2 separate regions of the Mus musculus genome follow, and region 1 is linked to region 2. A link is a contact called in public promoter capture Hi-C data. All regions are on one chromosome and are shown on one strand. Each heading gives the region's core, a stretch centred on a gene start, on an enhancer-like site or on the middle of the called end of the contact. The rest is flanking DNA. Distances are from core to core; before and after follow the strand shown.

Evidence for each region. Promoter capture Hi-C pulls out the DNA fragments that hold promoters and counts their contacts.
Region 1: a promoter capture Hi-C map of liver shows a contact between it and region 2, with 4 times the contacts expected there. The contact joins the enhancer-like site here to the promoter of Ttc38 in region 2. A contact is called at or near these places in 16 of 39 promoter capture datasets (the 3T3-L1 cell line, 3T3-L1-derived adipocytes, the C10 cell line and 10 more), 1 of 15 datasets of contacts at CTCF or cohesin (large pre-B cells), 15 of 484 Hi-C or Micro-C datasets (the Ba/F3 cell line, ECoMG myeloid progenitors, the G1E-ER4 cell line and 4 more), 11 of 115 datasets of contacts at active chromatin or transcription factors (astrocytes, bone marrow-derived macrophages, embryonic limb bud and 4 more) and 3 of 9 other capture datasets (adipose tissue, embryonic stem cells and liver).

The regions. Positions count from the first base shown.
Region 1 is chr15:85,611,882-85,615,471 of GRCm38.p6, reverse strand. No RefSeq gene overlaps it. Among named protein-coding and RNA genes, the nearest start is that of D130051D11Rik, 21 kb to the left of the region's middle. Within about 2 kb of position 2,336, at least 118 of the 459 cell types and tissues checked have an H3K27ac peak or open chromatin away from gene starts, as enhancers often do. A contact at or near this core is called in 3T3-L1-derived adipocytes, the G1E-ER4 cell line, adipose tissue and 6 more, where this site is marked.
Region 2 is chr15:85,830,279-85,834,189 of GRCm38.p6, reverse strand. Ttc38 (tetratricopeptide repeat domain 38) reads right to left here and starts at 1,886. Exons shown (of 14, transcript NM_001033337.4): 1 at 1,771-1,886; 2 at 966-1,043. The coding sequence starts at 1,791.

The DNA.
Region 1 (3,590 bases), core at 1,087-3,586, 220 kb after region 2:
CCTGAGTTCCCCACACAAGTTCCAACACGGATCAGCGGGCGCAGGGGCTGCTGGTCTCAGCGGGGGCAGCAGCATGCGAGGGCTGACTCAGGCGCGCCCTCCTAGAGACAGGCAGAGTCCGGCAGGGTGCTACCTGCCCGGGTCCGCCCGGGGTTCCTTTTGTTGGGACTGCTAGAACTCGAAGGCATTAACTGGTCCCAGGGCCTCAGAGTGCAGGGTTAATCCCTTGTGGACAGGCTATAGAAAGGCCTATGCTGAGTTCCTTCGCCATGCCCTCTCCACTGTCACCGTTGTCACCCACTCACTCATTCCTACGTCAGCACGCTTATTCCACGTGCGCTGGAATGAGCACGCATTCCCTGCACCCCGCCTGTCCTCTGCCCCGGAACAGCGAAATCAAGGTGACAAATCTAGCGGCCAAAGCAACTGGGCAGGTGGAAAGGTGAGTCCCAACCTGGGGAAACCCTAGACTGACCTGGGCAGAAAGAAGAGTCCCAGCAGAAGACCGTGAGCCTCCCAACCCTTGTCCTGACTGGACACTGCCGGGTGGGCCTCTGGCTGCAGAAGCTGGCCTAGGCACCAGGCCATGGTCCCTGTATCAGACCTGCCCAGTGACTGATGTGACTAGGGTTCACTCTGGCAGGCTGAAGACAACTCTGGGTCATCATGGAAGGTTCGTTCTACAGTGTCCACCCCAGCATCCATCCTTCTGCTCCTGGCCCCGGTTCCAATCGCAGGCCATATCTCCACGCAGCAAATCATTAAGCATTGGCTTTCTCGGTCACACTAGGACTGGGGTTATAAGAGCACCAGTGGCAGCTGCAGCGATCCTGCTAGAAGGTAGTCTAGCCTCGAGTGAGGAAGGTGCCAGAAGTTCTTGAATCTTGGAGCCTGTGGGGGCACAAGCCAGGGGCAGAAAGGGTCTTCTGTGGGGCCTGTGAACTCCGAGGGCTGCTGTCTGATGCCCCCTTGCTCCTCAAATATAGACCCCTTTTTAAAAGGGCCCAGTCCAGTCCCTAACCCTTTGTATATCTTCCACACTCAACTGGCCTGAGTGTCATTTGGCTACATGTTCCCTGCTGAAATGAGATGACATAGGGTCAGCCTCTCTGTATCCCAGGAAGGCCTTAGTTACTCATAAACCAGCCTGCTGCTGAGACCCTTCTGTGAATGAGTCCCTACTTGTCCCCGTCTTCCTACAAGCTGGCCCCCGAAGCACAGGTGTCCACATACAAGCTGGGCTCTCTTGTGGGAGGGGATTCAAGCCGTCAGAAGAATGGCGCTCTAGCCAGTGCAGAATGTCTATCTGAGGGCAGCCGGGGTACAGTACTACAGGATGTTGGGAGTGCTGTCTTGGCGAAGGGTGCTTCCTTCCAGCTCAGGGTCAGGCCTGTTCTCTAGCACTCTGGCTGGCACTTCCAGCTCAGTTGGCTTGTGGCCAAAGCTGCATCTGTCCCAGTGGCAGCAAAAAGTGCATTTCCCACACTCTCTGCGACGCCCCTGGGGGTGGTGGAGGGACTCTTGGGTTGCTGTGGGGCTGCTTGCCCAGGGACTTAGACGGGCATCCTGCTGTTCTTAGTGCCCTGAAAACCCAGATGAGAGACCATGATGCCAGAGTACATATCTAGGGTGCTGCTGACCCTCTTCCTTCCCCCCTCCTCCAGCCTCCAGCCACAGTACCAGCTTGCACCCCAGAGGTTAAGAGCCCGGACACTGCAGGGTGTGGCAGCTCAACCCTGACTGGCCTAGTCTAAACCGATGTTCCGCCAAGGAGGCCCTTTGGCTGCCGCAAGCACCTAAACAGCCCTGCCTTTGTCCTAGTGGCCACAGGCACTGTTTGCTCTGTGCCCAGCTTGTTTTTCCCAGGCTGAGCTGGGCAGGCAGAGCCCGGGAGCCATGGAAACAGCACAGGCCACCTGTCTTGCCCAGCCCCGCTCTCTGCCCAGTTGCTTTCTCAGTCTCTTCAGACCTCCTGCTGTACTGGCCCTGTACCAGCTGCCCCTGTCCCGCCCCCTCACTAGCTAGGCTGGGTGCAGAGACAGCCAAGGGTTTCAGGGGCCCTGGGGTCACACAGATCCTGGGGTCAGCTCGGCCATCCTTAACACCCAGGCGGTTGTCTGCTTGCTGCCTGCAGGGAAGCCCTTTACCTAGCACCTCTGCCCTGCTCTGGCAGGACTTTCTGTGCACAGGAGGAAGGGTGTGGGCTCCCTCAAGAGCTCCTCAGCTGTCTTAAAACTGCTGGGGGGCTGGAGAGATGGAGCGACAGTTACGAGTTGTTCCAGAGGACCCAGGTTCAATTCTCAGCCCCTATGTGCTAGCTCACAATTGCCTTTGCCTCAGTTCCAGGGTATCTGGTGCCCTCTTCTGGTCACTATGGACACTGCACATCCATGATGCACAGATATAAATGCAGACAAAAATCAATCAATGAAACAAACAAACAAAAAGCCTTCTGCCCAGCCTCTGGTTTTCTCCTGTCCTTTTGGAATCTCCAATCATTCAATAAGATCAGTCTGACGCCCCAGGCTCAAAACATCTAATTCTTGTCCCCAACGACACTTCCTGCCTGCTGGTGTGTCCTAGGTTTTTCTCTAATAAGTAGCCAGAACAGCTCCGCATGTGATGGGCCTGACCTTGGACCTGTGTCCACAGGCTCCCTCAATGGGTCTCAGTGTAATCCGGACAGGGCCAGTTTCTTCTCTATTTATTTTCAGGGTGCATGGATATTCTCCAGGTAGGATTTGGGAAAAGATAGTGAGCCCGGGCAACTCTGTGGTTGGGTGGGTGGAGTTGGAGGACAGCGTTTCACTCCCTCTGGGGCAAGGTGAGAAGTGTGTGCTCATCTTAGGAGGGGTCCCCTGGCCCAGGCAGGGGAGGACCCACCGATGTGGCCCCAAAAGCACCAGTTTGTCAGTGCCTGTGTTCTCAGACGTCTTTTGGACGGGAAGCTTAATTGCTCCATTCTCCAGATGAGAAAATCAAGGCTCCAAGAGTGCTCTCTAATACTGTCACTGGGTCAACGGCTAGGGAGCTCTCCTGGTCACCTTTAGTGCATCCCCCCACCCCAAGCTGTCCTTACAGTTTCCCGATCATGTGGCTGATCAAGTCATCGAGAAGCCCAATGCTTCTGGACGGGTGCCATTTGACAGCAGGGTACATCTCAGTGTGCCTAATGCTTCTGTATTTTGCAGGAGGGGACATGGGCTGGAGAGGGTCAGGGCTTGGCAACTCTGCCCTTCATTTCTCCGGCCTCCCTCACGTCTGGCCATTTTGTTCCAGCTCTTGAAATATCTGCTCTGCCCTCCCGGAAGCTGCTGGCTTCAGGCAGGACCGTTCCTCCTATCTGCTCAGTCCAATTCAGTCTTGTCACCTCCCTGTAGCGGTCACTGGACAGAAACTGGGATGTGCTGTCCACCCTGGCTGGGCTCCTGGGTGGCCAGGAGGCTCTTGGAAAGCCCTCTTCATCCCCACTCATGGAACTCTTGCAGCTCTTTTCCGGAATGGCTTCCCGATGAGGTAATGCTTCTTGCAGACGGGAGGAGGTCCTGGAGAATGGCCGCCAGTGGCCTCCTTGCCTGGGCGACCTGCCC
Region 2 (3,911 bases), core at 637-3,136:
AAAGAACTGAGGGAAAGCAGGCCCCTCCCAAGAGGTGTGGTACGCCCCCTCCTTCAGCATTAAGAGGAGCCACGGAGTCCACTCACACAATTTCTGCTTCATTTCTCTCAGAAATAATTCCTAAACTGGGCACGGTGGCTTACACCCATAATCCCAGAGACTGAGTCAGGAGGATCGCTGTAGATTCCAGGCCAGGCTGGGCTACAGTAGAAACCAAACGGAAAGAGCATGGTCGGTGTTCACTACAGTTAGAGACGAGAAGGCTGGAAAGGCTAGTCTTTGCTTTCTTTTCTTTTTTAAAAAATTTTATTTTATGTATATGAGTACACTGTAGCTGTCCTCAGACACACCAGAAGAGGGCATCGGAACCCATTACACATGGTTGTGAGCCACCACGTGGTTGCTGGGATTTGAACTCAAGACCTCTGGAAGAGCAGTCAGTGCTCTTCACCACTGAGCCATCTCTAGCCCCAGCCTCTGCTTTCTATCTGTGTCTTCAGACTCAGGCACACCTTGGCTCTGCCTCTGATGTATAACGTTTGGCTCGTCAGTTCAGTTCTCTGAGTCTCCTTTATCCAATCTGGTAAGAAAGCGGCTGAGACCCTGGCCCCTCTCCTGTAAGTGCCCAAGTCTTTTTACTATAGAATACTTCACTAGTGTAGCAATGACTGGGAACGGCTGGGAAGCCCCGGTCCAGCTAACATGGTAAAAGCTTCAGAACACCTCATGCCTTTGTGGCAGCTCAACATTTCCAGGCCCCCTTGGGGCATCCATTGCTGTCCACCCTTGAACTGGGAACCTTAGGGACAAGGCAGCTGGGACTGGCAGAGATGCTTCCCATATTGTTGGACCTCTGTGGCAGAGGTCAGCTCTTCTCTGCAGTGGGGTTTACAGACCATTCACCAATCAAAAGCCCCCCTCAGAACCGTTCAAGAAGGGGCCCTGAGTCTCTTGGGCCTGCATACCTGAGTCAAGGTGGCATCGAACAGCTTGCAGGCTTCATTGCTTGTGGTTGAGAGTGGGAGCCCAGCATTCTTCCACGCCTACACAACAGGAAAGGGACACCAGGTTTTCCTCGGCTGAGGCCCCCAAACTCTTGGTTTTACTACTCTGTAAAATACCTTAGAGGGTCCAATGAGGTGAGTTCAAGGGTCAGCCAGAAGGCAGACAGCAAATAGGAGGGTCATTACCAGGAACGGTAGGAAGCCTGGCCCCTGGTGGAGGAGGTCAGAGTTCAAATGTGTAACTTGAAGGATGTCTGGCTTGTCACAGGCCTAGTAAGGGGTGTACTACCTGCCAACGCCTAGCATCTCCTCTCCCATTGCAACCTGCAGTTGCAAAACCTTCAGATTACTAAGGCTGCCTGCCCTCGGTGACCTGACAGCCGTCAGGGTGCACAGTGCCCGGATCACCCTTGGGCGTGGGACATGCCCTTAAGTCCTGGCAAGCAAAAGGCTGCACTTCCCCAAGACTTGGAAATCAGGTGGCTGGGGCAAGCATCTTCCTGGTCTAAAAAATGGGTTCAAAACCCGGGCCCCCCAAATGGGTGGCTTCAATGAACCGTTTCCTGCATTCAAACCCAGTTCACAAGCTTCCACCGGTGCACTTGACTGGGAACCACTTTGGAGTCCACCCTGGGCTGCCTATGCACAGCGAGCTCAGGTCCAGGTTCCCTGCCTGACTCCGGGTGACCTATAGGTTTGATCTCAACAGCTCGGCGCTGGGTCAACTCCCGGACCGAGGAGGACCCAGCCGAACCGGTGCGCGTACCTGGCAGTCTCGCAGTGACATGATTATAGCTTTGGTCTGCAGAGTGACAGCACCGGTCAAAGCTTTTGGAGTCTCTGAGAGGGTCTGGGGAAGTGAGGGTGTTATTGATTGCGGAAGGGGGCGGAGCGGGGCGAAGCGAGGGCGGCCGCGCTATCCGGATCTCTCATTGGTGGCTTGGGACGCACATGCGCAGCTCATCTCAGGGTCAGATCTCTCCGACCCACAGGTTCCCTGGTGGATGTGGGAGGTGTGGGTGTAGGTGTGGGTGTGGGAGGAAGGGGAGGAGGAATGGGTGGGGGTAAAGAGAATGGGAGGGTATAACCGGTCGCATTTCCCAGGTGAGGTGCTCAAAACTAGCCTGGCAGCTGCAGCCTCTACTCCTGAACCCCACGTGGGTAGAGGTGCCCAGCTTAGGTTTAAATTCCAGGATCTTTCTTGCTCATCTGATGGCATGGGTGCTTGCTGTCCAGCCTCTCCCAGTCTCCTTCACTGGGCCAGAGGGAGGCATGGGAGTTCTGGGCCAATCTTGGAGCCTCGTGCATCTAGTCAAGAGCTGTACCCCATCCCCCGTCCCCCATCCCCGTTTTGAATTAGGATCCCACTTAATTGCTCAGGCCAATCTTAGATCAGCTTTGTGGCCGAAGCAGGTCTTGAACTTTCAATCTGCTTGCCTCGAGCTGTCAGCATTACAGACCTGTCCCTCCCACCAGGCCTGGCTGTCACTGGAAAGTTCTAGGAAGCTTTCCTCCACTTGCCCAGCCTCAGGCACTCGCTGCTCAATTTTTGGCTAAGCCATTGACAAGCTTCACTCAAAACTCTCTGCTGCCCTGGGACAGTCTCCCTCTCCCCTTCCTCTCTGTAGGAGCTTCCAGACATTTTGTGGGAGTCAGCTGGGCAGTGAGGGTGGAGAGGCTGGAAAATTCATAATGCTATCGCTAAGTGAAAGAAATCAGACACAAGCCGGGCAGTGGTGGCGCACGCCTTTAATCCTAGCACTGGGAGGTAGAGGCAGGTGGATTTCTGAGTCCAGCCTGGTCTAAGAGTGAGTTCCAAGACAGCCAGAGCTACACAGAGAAACCCTGTCTCAAAAAAAGAAAAAAAAAAAAAAAGAAAAGAAATCGGACACAAAAGAATACACACACATCCTCCTCCTCCTCTTCATCATCACCACCACCACCATCATCACCATCATCAGGTATATGTTAAACATCCAGAATACCAGAACCATAGAGACAGAAGGCAGGCGGCTGGAGGCCAGGGTTGGAGAGGATGAGTGGTAACAGTCAGTGCTAGTAGGATTGTCTTTTGGGGTAACAAGATATTTGACTGTAAAATGAGTTTGGCTGGGCATGGTGGTGCATGCCTTTAATCCTAGCACTTGGGAGACAGAGGCAGGTGGATTTCTGAGTCCAGCCTGGTCTACAGAGTGAGTTCCAGGACAGCCAGGGCTATACAGAGAAACCCTGTCTCGAAAACAAAACAAAACAAAACAACAACAACAAAAAACCCATTGAGTTTGTACTTAATATCTTGTAGCTTTACCCTTCTAAATGGGTAGCTTTATGTGAATAGTACTTCAGTAAAGACACTGTCTTGATGAATGAGTTTTTTGTGTCCTGTCCCCTTGAATTTTTCACCCGAATCAGTCGAATTCTCTGTTCCCTTATTTCCCACACTCTGGTGTCAACCAAGACCATCATTTTGGAGAAGAATCTGGAGGCTGAGAAGTCGGAGTGATCCAGGACTCAAATCATCAGCGTTCCATTCCTGCATAACCAGGCGGCCCCAAGACGCCACGAAGAAGCCAAGGGGCTGGGCAGAGTATGCAGTATTTTACGTGCCTGGCCCTTTAAATGACCCTTGGCTCTCCATGGACCATCTAGCTCTTGGACTGCTGGGAATGGGAGAGGATATAAAAAGCCAGCAGAGAGTGGTGAGGAGAGAGAATAGGATTGGGGAAGAGGTAGGAGTAGGGTCCAGGAGACAGAAGAGACAGGTCAGAGAAGATAGTTGATGCAGGAAGAAAGAAGACTGTACTGGAGAAGAGAAGAGGGGAGGGGAGGGCAGGGGAGGGGAGGGCAGGGGAGGGGAGGGGAGAGGAGGGGAGAGGATCGGAGAGAGGAGAAGAGAAAATAGTAAGA